Linked DNA regions of Capsicum annuum: region 2 is linked to region 1. A link is a contact called in public Hi-C data. All regions are on one chromosome and are shown on one strand. Each heading gives the region's core, a stretch centred on a gene start, on an enhancer-like site or on the middle of the called end of the contact. The rest is flanking DNA. Distances are from core to core; before and after follow the strand shown. Region 1 overlaps LOC107850108 (ethanolamine-phosphate cytidylyltransferase). Region 2 holds the start of LOC107857378 (putative WEB family protein At1g65010, chloroplastic).

Evidence for each region. A called contact is a pair of places that touch in the nucleus more often than the background predicts.
Region 2: a contact with region 1 is called in a Hi-C map of leaf, with 2.4 times the contacts expected there. The contact joins the promoter of LOC107857378 here to the enhancer-like site in region 1. A contact is called at or near these places in 2 of 5 Hi-C or Micro-C datasets (leaf and placenta).

The regions. Positions count from the first base shown.
Region 1 is chr7:46,226,388-46,233,082 of UCD10Xv1.1, forward strand. It overlaps LOC107850108 (ethanolamine-phosphate cytidylyltransferase), which reads left to right. Exons shown (of 10, transcript XM_047393525.1): 5 at 163-234; 6 at 349-416; 7 at 562-682; 8 at 1,460-1,525; 9 at 1,664-1,786; 10 at 2,652-3,051. The coding sequence ends at 2,723. Among protein-coding and RNA genes, the nearest start is that of LOC107850108, 22 kb to the left of the region's middle. Within about 2 kb of position 4,729, at least 4 of the 5 cell types and tissues checked have an H3K27ac peak or open chromatin away from gene starts, as enhancers often do. A contact at or near this core is called in leaf, where this site is marked.
Region 2 is chr7:46,372,789-46,379,042 of UCD10Xv1.1, forward strand. It overlaps LOC107857378 (putative WEB family protein At1g65010, chloroplastic), which reads left to right and starts at 4,013. Exons shown (of 3, transcript XM_016702267.1): 1 at 4,013-4,335; 2 at 4,645-4,804; 3 at 5,275-6,254. The coding sequence starts at 4,286.

The sequences.
Region 1 (6,695 bases), core at 3,479-5,978:
CATGATAGCTATCAAAATAAAATCATCGAGATTTTGGGATATAACAATGATGATTGTCTAAGCAAACTAAATCTTATTCACCTTTATTCTGATTATCTCTGTGTAGCCTTTTCTTTTAGTGGAGGGGCAAAAGTAAACATTTGTGTTCTATTTCAATTGTAGGGGCCAGCGCCTAATTCTCGAGTGGTGTATATTGATGGCGCGTTTGACCTTTTCCATGCTGGACATGTTGAGGTAAGTCTAGGATTTTTTGTGGAAGTTTATTTATGTTGTCATTTCATGGCAATAGTTTCAGGTCGTCCTGCATCATTATAACTTTGCCCTCAAGTTACTTTTTCCCCTTCTCAGATTCTTAGAAGTGCCAGGCAGCTTGGAGATTTTCTTTTAGTTGGTATTTATCCCGACCAGACAGTCAGGTACATGGTATTATTGTTTTGATCTATGTTCTTAGACCCTACTTTAATTATGCTTGCTTTCTAATATAATTGTTATTTTTGTCTTCTAAATTTCTGAATTTTGTATAATAAGACCTTATTTAATGAAAATTACTTTTTCTTGTAGTGAACTTCGTGGACACCAGAATCCACTGATGAATCTGTATGAGCGCAGTCTTGGTGTACTTGCATGCCGTTATGTTGATGAGGTCATCATTGGTGCCCCTTGGGAAGTAACTCAGGATATGGTATGCTTACTTTCAGCTACATCTGCACGTGTTCCTTATTTTTTAGTATTCTTATAAATGTAGGACTACTTATCCAAGAAAGTGCACCACAGCTTGTTTTTTAGAGGTGATCCTTTTGTGAATATGAAAAAGGAAGAAAAGAAGCATTTGTTTTTATTTGGATATGCATCTGTGAGCCCTTGCTTCAAAAGTTTAATTTCCTTTGGGAAAAGTTCATTAGAAGGGTATGAACTGTAATACAATTGGGGCTTTATCCCAAATGTTAGGAAAAGAAAAGGCCTGTGTCTATAGATGATGGATTAATTGGATCCATGCTAGTATCTGATTAAGTCCTAGTCTGTTGTGTACTTTTGTGTCTCATATCATATCAAATCGCTGGACTACATAATGAGTTCAAACTTATACTTGCCCTTTAACTGATGATTATATTGTTAATCCTTCACCAAGATCTTGAACTAGTTCGATGCTTGATCTAGGACCATCCCACAGCTAACATGGTACATTGGCATGACACATCCATTTTGTTATGATTGGCAATGTGATGCTCTAATTAATAGTGCTGTACACAACACTTCTGAAAAATGCTGCATGATGCAAAATATAAAATAAAAACAGATGTAAATGTGTTTGTCACTTCTTGCACACAGAATTTTGTTTTTAACTGGTTACGTCGGTGTTGTTCCTAAAATCCTATGTTTCAACTAGATGGAAATAGAAAAAGAAAATTGTATGTCCTCGTTGCTGATTCATTCTCTCCTTTTGTTTGGCATGGGTTAGATAACAACTTTCAACATTTCTGTGGTTGTACGCGGAACAGTTTCTGAGAGCAACTCCTCCATGGAAGTAAGTCTATATACTGTTTGGTTGTTTCCAGTTTCCACTAATCACAAGAAAAAAAAGGTAGTTTGGTATTTTCCAAACTGCTGAACAATATAATATGGAGAAACATGTTATAAATGAAAAATATTTCCTCTGATACAGGGGAGACAGGATCCGTATGCAGTTCCTAAAAGCATGGGAATCTTCCAAGTAATTGAAAGCCCAAAAGATATTACAACTTCTTCAGTTGCTCAAAGAATCATTGCTAACCATGAGATTTATGAGGTATGTTGCATTACACATTCTCTCGCTTCTTAGTTTTTCTTGGATTTCTGTACAGCTGTATAGCTTTCTGATCAGATAATTACAATTTTGGATTTTGAGACTTTGATGCTTCTGTTCGCATTCTCACACGTACACTAAAACTTAATTGAAAATCATGAGAGATACTTGGTGCGTCAGAAATAACTACATGTTCTTATCTCTGACAAGATTTCTCTTCAGCTGTTAAGTTTTCTGCTGTTAAGTGACATAATTCGGATCTTGAGTGTCTAAGCTTGTGTATATCCCCAATGAAAGTGGTGGGTTTCTTCTGGCGGGTGGGGCGGGGGTGGGGGTTGGGGGCAACTTAGAAAAAGAGGTGTTGCCATTGTAACAACATAGGTTTGCAGGATTGCTTTATGAACTGTGCTTTCAGTCCGTCCTCTTTGAGGCGAGATGTATGTAATCCTACTGATATACCATTACCTCTGGAAGCATCTCACTTTTGGCTATACACTGATGCCTCAAAAAATTGTAAAAAGATTTTTCACAAGTATATATGTCCATGGATAATTTTATGCATTTAGGTTGCCTTCTTCCTGATTCATGTATTCCTGAACGTTGATCAACTATGATGGTTGATAATATTGGAGGTCAGCAAACCATTAGTTCAAGGAGCTTACCATAAAATTTCAGGAGTTTCTCCCATAATAACCTTTATATCCACAAAGAAGCTGCCAATGGTTGGATGGATACCTGATCCCACATTGATCTATCCAACTTGTCCAAAAGAATAACTGATCTTGTTTGCTATCCGACATCTTCTTAATTTATCATCTCTAAGCTCTTTTAGCGACTTTCATGAATGATGGCTTGTTCACTTATGCAGAAAAGAAATACCAAGAAAACAGCAAGCGAGAAAAAGTACTATGCGGAAAGGAAGTATGTGTCTGGCGATTAAGTTTTACTTTCACTGTTCTGGCCCTCGTGTAGCTGACTTGTACTAGGTGAAGCTTCTCCCTTTCTGAGGTAGTTCTTCCTGTACTATTTATATTTGAAAGATATATGAACAGAGAAGGGGACAAGATATAAGAAGAAAAGACCCTAGACAGAAGAGCTAGAATTTTTCTTTCCATTTTCATTTATTTTTGGCTGTAATCCCCCTCCGCAAGTTGCTGAAGATGGTAAAGCTAATTTCCTAATCTAGAAAATCACAATTGCTTGTTGTATTAATAGTTAAGAAACTATTGTTCTAATAGTTAATTTATGTTCCATTTTTAAATTTCAAACAGTTTTTCTGCCTCTGTACATAAACTAGGTCTTGATTCTGTTAATCTTTTTGTCACATAAAATTTTGGTGATTATACTTTTATAAAGGATTTCTTTTGTGATGTTATTGGATCTAAATGATTTTGCCCATGTATTCTGTTAAATTAATAGAATTTATGTTCCATTTTTAAATTTCAAACAGTTTTTCTGCCTCTGTACATAAACTAGGTCTTGATTCTGTTAATCTTTTTGTCACATAAAATTTTGGTGATTATACTTTTATAAAGGATTTCTTTTGTGATGTTATTGGATCTAAATGATTTTGCCCATGTATTCTGTTAAATTAATAGAATTTGCAGCAATAGATCATTTTTTCTGTCCCACTATCGTGAGTTAATGAAGGGAAACCTTGGTGTAATTGCTAAAGTTGCTACATCATTTTTTCTGTCCCACTATCGTGAGTTAATGAAGGGAAACCTTGGTGTAATTGCTAAAGTTGCTACCATGTGACAGGGTGGTCATAGGTTCAAACTTGGAAATAGCCTTTGGCAGAAAAGAAATGCAAGGTAAGACTGCATACAATAGACCCTTATGGTCGGGCCCTTCCTCGGACCCTGCAATGGAGCTTTAGTGCATCGGACTCGGACTGCTCTTTTTGTTGGGTGAGTTAATGATCAATTAGTGTTGATATATATATATATATATATATATATATATATATAAATTGTATTACCAAATAGGAATTATACACGAGATCAAATTTAAAATGAAACCTAGAGAGTCTCAAATTCAGTGATCAAACAAGAAGAGGATAGCCAATCCTACATCAACAACCTAAGACTATAGCCAATCCTACATCAACCTACGGTTAAGGATAGGGGGTTATGTTCTCCCACCATATTTACTAATCTGGGCTAGCCTGTAAATAGTGTTATTAATCTCTGGACAACACTGCTTTTTTGTTTTGCTTAAAAAATTCTGATTGCACTCCATCCAAATTGAAAAAATGTAGCAGGCCAACAGATGCCAAGCATATTTTGTTAGAAAAGCTTCATTCCACTTGGTGCATTTAGTGAGACCTAACCCTCCTTCCCGTTCGGGTCTACAGACTAAATCCAATGCCATTAGAGTGAACCTATTGGTGACAACCTTCCTAATCCACAAGTTCCTACATATTGCTGTGATCCCCTTGAGCATATGTCTAGGCAATGGAAACATGGAAGGCCAGTAACTATGAATGTGCAGCAACACTGAATTTATCAATAGAACCCTGCCTAGGATAGATTCCTTGAACCCCAGCTACTAATTCTCGATGTTAGTTTATCAAGCAAACACTTCACAGTTCACTTCGGACAAACTTTTTGGAGAGAGTTATTCCTATATACTTAAATGGTAGTGTACCTCTTTTATCTCATGCCAGCTCGTAGATATCCTCTATACATTGTGCCTCTATATATTGTGCCTCCATATTTGCACATAATATGTTTGATTTGGTTGAATCTGTTTTTTGTCCTGAAGCGTTAGAAAATTTTTTGTGACCCCTGAGCATAAGTACAACTTATTGGAAATCTCCTCAGCAAAACATTAGGACATCATCCAAATCCGTTCAAATGTCACCTTTATCATAATTCTTGACTGGTACTTCATACAAATGCCAAACAATAAGGGGGTGGTTGGGTCTTCCCGCCTCAACCCCCTTATCTCTTTGATGTCCCAATACAAGTCTCCATTATTGCAGTGTTTACTCTGTTGTTGTGATACAATTCATAGTTCATTTTATGAACTGCGGTGAAAAATTCAGGGCATGTAACATCTCCTTCACAAATTTCCATTCAATTGAATCATATGCTTTCCCCAAGTCTATCTTAATTAAGCAACTCTTCATAGTCTGCTTCCTGTTATATAAGCTTACTAGGTCCGGACAAATAAGTACATTTTGAGCAGTAGTACTTCTAACCACAAAAATAGCTTGAGTTTCTAAGATGATGTTTGATAGCGCTTGCTTGAGCCTATTGTATATCTTATATATTGTGCTGCAACAGACAATTGGTCTGCAATCTCCCACTTCCTCAACATATTCAGTTTTGGGAACTAGTATTATCAGTATCTTGTTCCATACTTTTAGCATTTTTTCAGCGTTGGCAAATTCCTTCACAGTTGTCACTCGATCATCTTTAATTGTATAAACAACAGAAATCCTAGAGCTAATGAAATTAATTACATAGTATCCTGATTCCCTTTCTCTCCCTAATTTGAAAAAATACATATATATGTCGACCTAACCTTATACATTAGTGGAATGTACAAGGTAAACTGTTTTTCCTATGTTTAAGGAAATTAAATCAACCATCATTATTCTCTAACTTAATTAACGGAACACATTAATTTACTGATTTGGTGGATCCTTAAAATCAGTTACAGTAATTTAAATTGAAAAAAAATTTGGTGATGTATAGTATTACCATTTCTAATGTATGAGCTTAATAAAATCAAGGTAAGTTATGCTACTATTTTTAATGTATAGTGTTACCATTCTAATATATGAGGTTAAGACCGTCAAATTAAGTTATTTTTCCATTCTAATGTATGATGAGACAATTCTAATGTATAGTATAAAAATTTTATGTATGAGGTTAATGCAATCAAGGTAAGTGATATTACCATTCTAATGTATAATGTAACCAATCTAATGTATAATGTAACCAATCTAATATATGAGGTTAACACCGTTAAGATAAGTTTTGTTATGTATGGGGTTAACACAGTCAAGGTAAGTGATATTACTATTCTAATGTATAATGTAACCAATCTAATGTATGAGGGTAACACCATTAAGTTTTGTTGGTCTCCTCAAGTAATAGCGCATGCTGTTTGCAAGAATTTGAAATGTTACAGATTGAAGTTGCCATCAATGATTTATATCAAGCTGAATATGACAATTGAAATTGCTTTCACACAACAACGCGAGTTACCTGTTGAAGGGGCTTGATGAGAGCTTTGTTTTTGTAGTTTACGTGAAATTTTTCTTAGCTCAAATCGGAAAAAAGAATTTGATTTGGTAAAGTTAAAAAAAACCCTCATATCGGAAAAAAAAATTGATTTGGTAAAAAAAAACTTCAAAAATTATTGAAGGAGATGAAGTTAATCACTTTGATCAGTTAATATGCTTGAAATTTGAAAATTTTGAAACTACCAGATCACATTTGCTTGATTTTAAACAAAGATTAAGGAGTACTAAGAGATGGAAATCGGTGTGTTTGATATGTATGGGAATTTTAGAGAGAAAATGTAAAGGATGTGATATTGTGTAATTAATTTGGGATATTTGTAATTACTACTTTTGTTAAATGGGATATTATATAATAACTAATAGTTAACTTGTATATTTGCGTAAATTTTCTTTAATTGTTCCCCAACTTTCCTCAAGATATTTGACTCGCATACCTATCCAAACCTAGGGCCTTGTCACCGGAAATAGCCCATCACCCTTCTGCTCTGCCTCAGTGAATCCAACTCCAGCATGATTCTTTGCTCTTCAGATACTAATGGCCCATGTTGTACTACATTGCTGCATATATACTCTCTGTTGGCTGTAGATGTTCCCAATACATCAATGTAAAATCTTACGAAAGCAGTAGTGATGCTTGTCATATCACTACGTGTT
Region 2 (6,254 bases), core at 2,763-5,262, 150 kb after region 1:
AATGATACCAAGGGGGAGGTTGTAGTACCCCGAGTTTTTATGTCTTAAACCTCTCAACTTTCTTCACAAAACCAAATCCATCCTGAGGTAATGGTTACTCATAAGTTTACTCTCTCATTTCTATCTCAGCCTTCTAACAATTCTCATGTCATTGCATGTATTCATAAAATCAGTTCAGTTCATGTATCATGCTCAAACTCAGTTATGCAGTCATGTTCCAAGTCATGCATGTTCAGTATGTAGTGGCAGTTACCTTAGTATTCTCAGTCTAACCTGTCTTATTAGAGGACGAATGATTCCAAGGGGGAGATAATGTAACACCCCGCGTGCTTGAGCTAGAAATCAAACTATCATTTCTATGTGTGTAAACTCTAATCATACAATTTATCTTCAATACATGTGTAATGATCTTTATCCTAGTTTGTGAAGTGCTTTTGAGGTGAAAAATGTCATAGAAATCACTTAGAGCAAAGTTGAGCTAAGAGCCTTTGATTTAGCCAAATTTTTGCATTTGATTCTACAAGGGTCAACTTTGAATGTGTATAAATTTTTATATATGTGAAATTTTTCATCTCAAGACCCACCAAATTATAGATAATTGAATTAGATTTCCAATGATACCAATTTCCTCTTAATCCGATACCCAAGTAAAAAGTTATGATCATTTTTGTCAGAACCAGTAAGCTATAGTGATAGCGCCGCGATGTGGGACTAAGTTACCGCATCTAGCTCCGCGATGCGGAGTAATTTTTTCCTGCATCCGTAAATACAAGTCCAAAGGGCATTTTAGTCATTTTCCCTTGCCCCCCAGAACCCAAGTGACAAATTAAAACACTAAAAGGGCATTATTTGTGCACTTTTCATCATCAAATACATATATAAACCCTTCCCTTCCCAAGAACAAAAATTCAAACCCTTTTACCCAAGAAATCCAAGAATTCAAGCTTCCAAGTTCAAGAATTTTCAAGAAAACATCAAGAATAGCGTTTCTTTCATAAGTTCATCATTCAAGTCCCAAGATTCAAACTTTCTTCCTTAAGAATTCAAGGGTTCAAGTTTCAAATTCAAGTTTCTTCTAAAATTCATTCCACTAAGGTATGTAGGTGTTCATCCATGGGTCTTTTTCACCTATGGATCCCAAAATCCTTACTTTGATTAAAGATATGAGTTTTTTCCTTTTATGAAGTTTCACATGTTTAAGATAATCATGTCTTTCCTTTTTAATTTGATTCAATTCATGCCCAAGGATGATTTCATGAAAAGTTAGGTTATCTCATGCTTCAAGTTTCAGTTTCCCATGTCATATTCAAGTGAATTTCATGTTAAACCCTTAATTTATGAATTTAGCTATGTAATCATAGTGATTTCTCATGTCTAACACATTCCCATGCTCAAGTTCATGATTTTCATATTTTGATGAAATGTCTATGTTTTGGGTCTTTGAACATGATCTCATACTATAGTTTTTAAGTTTTATTATCGTATTTTATGGTAATTCAATACTGGCGGATTATGAACACCTGATACCTACGTGTTTTACATGATTTATATTTTTCAAGTAACAAGTCAGTTAGACTATGATTTTAATGTCATATTCAGAACACTACGATCATGTTGAGAATTATAAGTTTATAATTACCTCAGAATCTGTATGCACGGTTATTTTCAGAATAACATGACCTGAGCTTATCGGTTATCAGTTATTAGTGCATACACCAGTTAGTATTTTAATGTCTTTCAATTGGGAGTAGGATTTAGCACCGAGTGGGAAAATGGGCTTAGCACATTCTACTTCCCCAGAAACTACATGCCACCGTAGATTTATGTTTTTGGACCTCGCCAGAGAGTGTTTTCCTTTGCCCAATATGAGCTTAGTTTAGTGATCACTCTAGTTAGGTTCTACTACGATGGCAAGGATAGAACAACTCTCCTCAACGTTGGTCAGACGTTGGACTCCATAATAGCTCACATGATTTATGTCGGATACATGATAGCTCCCATAGCTCAGTTAGTATTTAGTATGTCTCATCTCAAATTTGCTTGACCAAAGCATACATATTTTCAGTTATTCAGATATACAGAATTCAGTGTCTCAGATTACAGATCATCTCAAAAACATGATTATGCTTGATCTGGCAGTCTCAGTTTTACATGTTCATGTTATTTTTCACGTTCAGTACCCATGCATGATCCTCAGTTCAGTTTTACAGTCTATTTAGTTTTACATGAGATTTACATACAATATTCATGTTTTATCACTTTCCAGTTCCAGTTCTACTTATTCTACAAAAATAAAGATTTAAGTAACTAAGTGTAGTGATTCACCAGCCTATCAGATTATGTTTGTTACTCATGCTTTAAGATACTTCAGCTTTTAGTTTTATTTCAGTCTCTTGGTGAGTCTACTTGCACTTAGCATGTATGTTTTAAGGTTAAATATGAAATCATTTTTACTTATTGCATTCACCCCCACTTAGTTAGTACATTCCAGGAGTACTGATCCACATATATGTCTATGTGCAACATTATCTCATAATGTTGGTACCGATTGTAGCCTACATGATATAATCAGATAGTTTGCAGCTTCCAGCCAGCAGGTGATGAGTTCTCTTGTTTCGGGGACTCCATTCAGTAGTAGTTCATGTACTTTTCTTTGATTATTCATATTTATTGAGTTGTGGTAGTTGGAGCCATGTCCCAGCTATTTACAGTTAGTATAGTAGAGACTTCATAGATAGTTAGTCAGAGTCATGATATTGTAAATCAAGTTCTTTCTTCAGATGTATCATGTTGTAAACTTATTCCGTATTATATTCAATCAGATTTTCTCATCATTATTCTTCCACTCAGCATATTATGTTTTGTTATATACATATTAAATCAGTTACTCAACAGTATGCCAGTTCATGGGTTGGCTTGGGGTCACTTGTGGTTCCAAGCACCGTGTTATGACTAGGGGATAGTCTCGGATCGTGACAGTACATCAGAAAAAATGGGACATCCAATCTTATAATATCGAGTTTTAAAATCATAAAATGATAAAATGCACCATTCGGGATGTGAATCCCATCTTATTATTTGTGGCAGGATACATTTCTACTATAGAACATTGATTCTTATTTGTTCAAGACTATGTTTGTTAATTTATACTTGTTAAATTTATATTTCTGTGGAATAAAAACCGCACAAATGTTTTTCTACCTCCGAACGTCGGTTTTTGCATACTTTTTTAACAACAAACAAAAAATTGAATTCCGAAGTCGGTTTTACAAATTTTCTTTTTATTTTTACAGAAACGATCTTTTGCATTTTCCCGATTTTGACACCAAAAACAACCGACCTCAGGAGGTTGATTTTGTTGATAGAAACTATACAATATTCTTTTAGAAACTGACCTCTTTTGAGGTCATCTTTAAATAGTATTTTTTAGTAGCGTAATCTAATATAATCGAAAAAGAGTGGTGTACAAATTCTTTGTACTACAATTCAATTTCTTATAGGCGTTCCCTTTTTACAACAACAATTGACTAAAAATGGCAAATGTGCAGACTGTCTTTGAAACTATTATTAGAGACACGATATACTTAGTGCCAATTGTAACTTAAACCTAAACAAACTATATTAAGGTACTTGTAGCAGTAGTTACTAGAAAACAAAAAGACATTAATATATTTTATTTATTAAATTAGGGCGGCATTAAACAAAACACAAATAAAAAAATCATGCTTGCCAGCCCCTGTACTAATTGAAACGCTGCAATAAGCATGCTCCAGATAGAGTAAAATTGTTTCAAAAATTCCTTTTGGAAAGAAAATATTATCTGATCTTTCATGCCAAAGGATGCATGGAATAGTAACAACATAAGGATGCATGGAATAGTAACAACATATTATTGAAAGAAGCAGGGAGTATGTAGTCATTTAATTTGTGTGATCACATCATCTTTTTGATTTATTTGAAAAGTAACACATATATTTACATTTACTATATTAACAAACCAAATTCTCTCGGTATATACAAGGTTGAAACTGTTAATTTGTGTGTGAAAACAAAGTTATGTTATTAAATTACATATTGTCTCTCAGCATTTACTGTTATTTATTTGTTACCGTTTATTGATTTTTGCCGTTACAGCTGAATTGCAATTATAACCTCAAAACGTCAGACTTTGTATACTCTCTCTACAACCAACTTTTTAATACACAGACTAAAATTTTCATAACAAATTTTACAAAGTGGAACTTGAGATATATTTTCTCATTTTTACCAAGATCAAGAATCTTCAATGAATTGTGATTCTAGACGCATACACATGATGTTAGGTTCCAAGTCAAGGTAACTCTTTTTTTCTGCTACAGATATTCTCGTCTCAGTTTTTCCTCTATGAGGTGGGTGTCTCAGACATTTTGCGGGCACTTTAATTATTTTACTCGTCACCTGTTATTTTCCACCAATGCTTAGACAGGTAAAAGGACCAATTGACAATGTTTTATATGGATAAAAATGTGTTATTGAATTTCATTTGTTATTTTTGATGTCCTGAAGTTGTGATTCATTGGTTTTCTTATGTTTTCTTTGTTCAATATTTGAGTTTGCATGATCATAAAGATTGAGTCTTTGATGTAATTTTTGGAGGATTTGCAGAGCTAAGTCCAATGATTTTGGAAAGAGGAGAAATTCTTCAATCATTTCAAAAACAATTACTGCATCCAAGCTTTGCAGATGTGATGCATTGGGATCACAAATTGATACCAATGCCCTTGTTTCTCTCGAAAAGAAGCCCTACGCTAAGCATTCGTCTCAGGTATTATACAAAATGCGATTTACTTATTATATAGGTGCCTGATGTGAAAAGTTTGTGTCAAAGATAATCTTAAAAAAAGACAATTAGTTCAGAAACATGGAGAAATGGATACTTAGAATTGATTACTTGGCTCCAGCTAGTTTTGGATACAACAACAACAATATACCCAGTATATAGCTCAACCTTAGAGGTGGGGTAGAGAGGTGTAATATAATTATTGTATCAAATCGACACAAAAAGGATGAATTGACTCCAATACTTAAAATCTCACCTTCTTTGGTGTGTCAAGGGATAAGTTTTTTTTTTTTTTTAATTAATTTTTTACTCAAGCGTATTATTGGGAAATAAGAAAACAGACTCTTGATTCTTTTTCCTTTTTTTTGGGTAGCGGTCTTTTTAATGAATATTGATTGATAGATAACAGGTGTTGTCCAAAAATATTAAATTTTATTTGCTTTTTGATTTTGTAGAATCAGACCGATAGACTGGGTGTCATGCAAGAGCAAATGGAAAAACTTGAGGATTTGAGAGAAACAATAGCACGATTAGATTCTGTTGAAGGAGAAAAGAACAGAGCTATTAATGAACGAAGTGAGATAAAACAAGTAGCACATGAGGCCAATATGAAGGCAAGAGATGAAATAACACCAAGGAAATCAAGTGAACTCTATGCAGAAGTTAGGACTCTGAAGGAATTGCTTACTAACAAACAAGAAGATCTAAAGATAAAAGATAAGAATATCTCGTCTTTGAAGTTGGAGCTCGAAAAGGCCAAAAGTTATAATCTCAAGATAGCGGTAAATGACGCTAGTTCAGGACAAGTGAAAGAGCGATTTAGTCCCTTAAAAGCCTTCAAGATTCGATTAACGGATTGGTTGTCCAATTTTAAAAGAAGGGTTCAAGAATTAGAAGATGAATTGGAGAACAGGAAATTATCAGAGTCCAAAATATTTGATGCTTGGTTATCAAAGTCAAGGCAGTTTGAAGAAATCAAGATTGAACTCAAAGAATCCTTGCTGGAAATAGCTTCTCTTCATGAAAAGCTTGAATCTTTAGGCACTTCTTACAATGGAAAGATTAAAAGCCCAGCCGAAAAGGAAATAGAGAAAATAAAATCTGAACTCAAACTGGCAAAAGAGAACGAGAAGATTGTATCATCAAAGGCCAAGGCTTTGAAAGATGAGATGAGTTTGCTAAAAAATGGAATGAAATTGGCAAATGAGGCAGAAGAAAAGAGCAGAAGGGCCTTAGATGATTTAACGTTAGCGTTGAAGGAAGTTGCTTCGGAAGCATCTGAGGCAAAAAAGAAACTTAGCGCTAAACAACTAGAATTAGGATTAGTGAAAAAGGAGGCTGGAGATCTGAAAGATTTTATCAAAAGCACTAAGGACAGGTATAAAATGTTTTTGGATGAGGCGAAAAAGGAAACAGAATTATATAGGAAAACAAC